Regions from separate parts of the Zea mays genome. Here region 2 is linked to region 1. Evidence: chromatin contacts called from public Hi-C data. All regions are on one chromosome and are shown on one strand. Each heading gives the region's core, a stretch centred on a gene start, on an enhancer-like site or on the middle of the called end of the contact. The rest is flanking DNA. Distances are from core to core; before and after follow the strand shown.

The links. A called contact is a pair of places that touch in the nucleus more often than the background predicts.
Region 2: a Hi-C map of leaf mesophyll shows a contact between it and region 1, with 8 times the contacts expected there. The contact joins the promoter of LOC103646329 here to the promoter of LOC100381664 in region 1. A contact is called at or near these places in 8 of 25 Hi-C or Micro-C datasets (bundle sheath, ear, endosperm and 3 more).

The regions. Positions count from the first base shown.
Region 1 is chr2:40,268,963-40,271,662 of Zm-B73-REFERENCE-NAM-5.0, forward strand. LOC100381664 reads left to right here and starts at 1,436. Exons shown (of 1, transcript NM_001174479.1): 1 at 1,436-2,700. The coding sequence starts at 1,493.
Region 2 is chr2:40,564,512-40,567,246 of Zm-B73-REFERENCE-NAM-5.0, forward strand. It overlaps LOC103646329 (hapless 8), which reads left to right and starts at 1,339. Exons shown (of 4, transcript XM_008671062.3): 1 at 1,339-1,857; 2 at 2,718-2,735.

The DNA of each region.
Region 1 (2,700 bases), core at 186-2,685:
CAATTTTGTGAAAGGAATGCTTTTGCTCCCCTTGCCTTTTCGGATCGAAATCTTGGTGTTGACGGCTAATGCAGTTTTGGATTGTTGGTAGGGTCCAATTTGTGAAAGGCATGCTGAACTGCTGATGAGTGATGAGGGGCGATGATGCTCAACCTTTTCCAAAATGCATGGCACTGAGCAATGAAGGCTGCTACAAGTGTCTACTTTGAACTAACCCTCTCCCCACATGAAGAAGCTATCAGTCAACCGTTGGCTGCATGAAAATGCTCACATTGTTTAATCTCTTATATGTTAGAGTTTTAGAATATACTCAAAAAGTTTATTTATCATATTTTTCAACTCTCAATGCTATTTTTTTAGGTTTGGTGATTTCCATAATGGACCTTGTGTTGGATTGCTATTTGCTTTTCTCTACAATTGTGAAACTTAGCTCTGTTTTTAAATTGTCAACAATAGAAGTAGCTTGGTATGTTCATCTATGATACAATTTAGGAGTAGTTTGTTGTTGAATGTTTAGGTTGCAACAATTATTTTGTCTGTAGTTGTGGAATATTTTTTTAGTTTTAAACCAACAATATAGCACTAGCTTTCATGTTTATTTTTGTAGTGTCGTTGCATTTGTTCAATGCAACCACTATGTAAGTAGGTAAGTCGATATTCACAATCTTAATATATCTTAATAAAATTTGTTGATTCCGTAGCAACGCACGAGCATATATCTAGTTACTATGAGAAAACAGATTTTCTTTAGATCTTGAAAAGAAACTTATCTGATCTCCAAAATCAAAAGATGTTTTTTGGGTGCTACAGAGGGCACGGACTGCTCAGTCCAACTGCAAGATGTTTTCATGTCCTACTCGCGGCTACGCGTCGGGACGAGCGACGGCCCGAGCACCCGTGGAATGCGCGCGAAAATGGGTCAAGTTTTAAAAACTTCGGTTTATACTTATGGACAACCTGCCTTGCAGGTTATGTCTAGAATGCCTGCCAAATCTGCTAAATCGTGAATCTTTTCACCAAAAATAACCTAAAACGTTTCTCAATTTTTTACACTACTACATCAAAGGGTGAATCATCCTGAAGTGTGTCGGATGTTTCTGATTCATCTCTTTGTTTTTTATTTCAAAAATCTGAATCTATATCCTTGCTAAACGTTTTCAAATAATATAATCAAGAATGAGAAAATGAATGTTAAGTTGGAATGTTTCTAAGCCCAAAACACTACCAAATGAGTCCTAAAACAGCTCTTACCTTTATCTCGGTCCCAAACTGGGCCTTATTGGGCCAACAATCACAGCTGGGATATGCGCCTCGGAAAGAGTGGTGCGGTTCCTTCACCTTCAGCCGCTGGACCGTTCCGCAAACAAATCGTAACTGAGAGGGCCTCTTCGTAAAACCCCCCGCCCGAACAATGGTTCGTAAAATTCCCCAGCATGGGAATGGCCTGCATCCGCGCTCCCCAAACCCTAGCATCCCGAATTCGCCAGTCGCCATGGCGCCGTTCCGGCGCTGGGCTGACCTGCCGGCAGATCTACTGTGCCGCATCGGAGACCGGCTCGATCTCAAGTGGTATGCGAGCGCGCGGGGCGCCTGCACGGCGTGGCGATGCGCGCTCGCGCCGCCGTCGCCCGCGCTCCTCGTGGTCGCCAACGACGCCCGCTGGTGCCCCTACGCCGCCTCCCTCCCCACGCGGAGGTCCTTCGAGCTCACCGCCATCGTTTCGGGAAGCCGCTGCGTCGGCTCCAGCAACGGCTGGCTCGCACTCTCCGTTGTCCTCTTCAGCGGCGGGACCATTTTCGTGCTCCTCAACCCCATCGCCGCCGTGGAGATCCTCCTCCCGCCGCTGATCTACGAAAGCCGCTGGGTTTCCAAGGTCGTCTTCACTCCGAACCCCGCCAAGGACGACTTCGCCGCCGCGGCAATCTGCGATATCGATAGGATCGCGTACGTCACCGCCGGAGCCAGGAGGTGGGCCGTCATAGACCCCGTCCGTCTCACCAACGGGGACCAGCTCACCGATGTCGTCTACACTGACAAAGGTAGGGTCTACTGCCTCACCAAGTGCGGGGACGTGCATGTGCTCCGTCTCCCCGAGCGACGGTGCCGAAAGCCTGCCAACGCCGATGAAGCAGGGCCATCGGAGCCACCATTCTCTGTTCTCCAGCCGCCACAGCCTGCTGAACGCACAAATAATTGCCGTCCACTGCGTTGGCAACATCTGCGCAATTTTCGGATGATGCGCCATGAACAGGCCCAAACAAGAGATCAGGATCCAACTATTCCACTGAGGGTAACGTTCTGTGCAGAGACATTCATCCCATATAAGAAATTTCCACCTGAATCGCAAGGACCACACCTAAATGCGCCAGCCACTGTTGAGCCCCTGTTGTGTGAGGCCAACCTCCCGTTCGACCCTGCCACTGTCTTCCCTCCACCTTATGACACAGTGTCGTCGTTCACTAGTGCAAAGAACTTGGTGTTCTGTGAGGGCAATCTGTACCAAGTTTGGAGGAACGCAAGTTGCACTGTTACTCTGCAGCTGCCTACAGGAGGTCAGCGTCGCGTTGCGGAAAATGAGATATTGGTGCTGAGGTATTATCCTCGACGGCAGCCTTGCTGGGATGTGGTGAAGAACCTGGGAGGTCACTCACTTTTTGTTGGAAGGAACAATGCAGTGTCAATGTATGCAGAGGGTGTGCC
Region 2 (2,735 bases), core at 89-2,588, 300 kb after region 1:
ATCCGAGCGGAGCGAGTGACAGTCGGGGAGTAGCTGCCGCATGGGTTGTCCTCATCTCCGATGAACACGCTATAGATGGAGCTTGGCTGCGACAACAAACATCAGGTTGCCATGGGACGAGCATCAGCGTGGAGGACCTCGGCTGCCACCGCACACCGGAGCTCGATCGGGGAGGAAGATCAGCACAGAGGAGCGGAGGCCTTTGCTACCACTACGGAGCTCCGTCGAAGAGGAAGAAGACAAGCGCGGACGACCTCGGCTACGACGACAGGAAATCTGGTCATGGAGGAGCCACAGCGCGGAGGTAGTCAGATGCAATGGCGCGGAGGCCCTCAACCACCACCACGCTCCGGAGATCGACCGACGAGGAGGAGAACCATGGTGAAGGAGCTTGGCTGCCATGGCGCGGAGGTCGGCCGGCGATGGTCAACAATATGGAGGAAGGTTTGCGATGCGTCGCGGAGCCACTTGAAGACGAAAACTGCTGTTTTTCTACCGTGCGAATAGGAGGGTGAGGTAGAGTTGCAAACTATATTTATTAATACGAATTGAAAAAACAAATTGGAATATGTAAACATCTCTAAATTTTATAAAAAATATTGTTTTGAAAATTTATAAGAAAAATATAGACGTGTAATATATAGAGTAATATATAGAGAACAAAATTTAGAGGATATTGTTGTAGCTGGAGAAGATATAGAGAATAGAATCTTTTAGAGTGTGCTGTAAAGGACAGAGAATATTTATTTAAGGAATGAAATTTAGTGGAAGTTGCTGCAGACAGCCTTAGCATTGAAATATCAACAACTGACAAATTTAGGTGATTCTAAGATGATTTTGTATTTTCAATAGTAAAAACAAGTAGCTCCTAGCGTCGCATTATGTTTGCAATTAAAACCAGAAGATATACTGTTGTATTTTTTTTTTCTAATTTAAATAAGTTAGTCCTGGTTTTTTAGAGAGTAAAATAGATCCCCTATTTCTATAAACATTAATCACGTTGAAACCAGATAGATGGCAAATTTATGCACTACTATCGATGGTTCCGTTGTCAAAGAATGTTGATTCTTAAATATAAGTTTGTGGTAAAAAAATAAAACTGAATAATTGTGGTCGATTAAAAATAGATTCGTCCGAATGGGCAAAATATGCCTACGTGAGCGAGTACCTGCTTGGAAGAAATAGACAAGCCATCGGTGGCATTCTTGGAGTATTCGTTAAGGAGGGGACCAAAGGTTGGCGCTTCACCCCATACAATCAACAAGACAACAAAAGAGAGAGAGAAAGCACTCGAGCAGCGTCGAAAAAAATAATAATATAGTTGGTGTAGGATAGGACAGGGCCGCAGAAAAAAACCACTCATTTTCCTGCCTCAGCGCTCCCCTCTCTCTCTCACAGGTCCGGGGCTCCTTTTCTTTTCTCGCTCCAAAAGCAAATACTACACGCGCTCTCTCTCGAGCTGCTGCTGTTAATGGTACAGCCAGCCAGCCCCGCCTTTGGCTGGCTTGGTGGAGAACCAGATGCCTTTGATGTGTGAGTGGTTGGTGTTTCCTTCTCTCTCCTTTAATTTTTTTTCCCGGCTAGGCAGGCAGCGTGGGACTAGGAGAGAGAAAGTGGTGGTGGGAAGCCAACAAAGAAAATCGGCAGCCATTTCTTCCCCTTTTGCCTTGCCTCGCTCCTCCTCCCTCACCTCTCCCCCCCGTCTGCTTCCAGTCCCCAGAAATCAAAACCTCCACCACCACAGAGCTCCGAGACCCTCACCCTCCTCCCCGTCTGCTCGCTGCGTGGATCTACCGGCAGGATGCTCTCTCCATCGCGCGCGCCGCCCGGGGAGCGCCTGTGAAGAAGGAACGGAAGGTGAGAGAACTGCCGGTGTTCTTCCTCCGAGTTCGTGCGTGCGGTGTGGTTTCCGTGGGCGGTTCTCGATTTTTTGCTTGACTTGAATCCGCGCGGTTTTTCCTTGCTCTTGCGCGTCGCTCCCCCTTACCAGATTCGTCGCTGGAACTGGAAGATTGGCGTCTGCAGACTGGATCTCTCTCTCTTCGGGCGGAGCTGGGATTCCTCGTGCTTCTCTCGCTGCCTGTGACCGCTAGATCTCCGCTGCTTTTCGTGCTTGCTTGTTTTGTTCTTGGCTACGGCCAAAGATTCTCGATCCCTTGCATCTGCTTTCTGCAGATTTGGTACGGATTACGGCCCCCCCGTTCTCGAACTCCTTCCTCTACGTGCTCCCATGGCTCCTCGTCCTTACAGAAATCCCCGATTAGGCCAGTGATGAAGCGACGGGAAAATCGTTTCTTTTTTCTTGATTTCTCGCCAAATCTTAGTTATTAAGCTCCCTTTCCTCTTTTCTTCTTTTGCTATTTATTTCCCCATCAAGAAAGCACTACCATACAAGCTACCCTCCAGTGCTTGGCAACTGTTCATGTCTCCTTCACTGCTCTTCCCTTACTGCAAATCCTTTGCGAGAGCTGCATGATCCGTGTAGGCTTCCCCTTAATCTGCTCAAAGACTCGCTCGCTCGTCCACCTTGCCCCGGGATGATATTTCATGTGCTCTGTGCTACTTCGAGAGCAGCCCCCTCCGCGTGTCTCCTCTCCTCTCTGGCATCCATACCTCACTTGCTGCATCTATCAGCATAAAATCATGCCATTGGATTCCCAAAGAACAGCTGGTTTGGTTGGACATGAAATAATATGTGCCTTGCTTTCTCTCTGCAGGTGCCTGATGAGATAGTG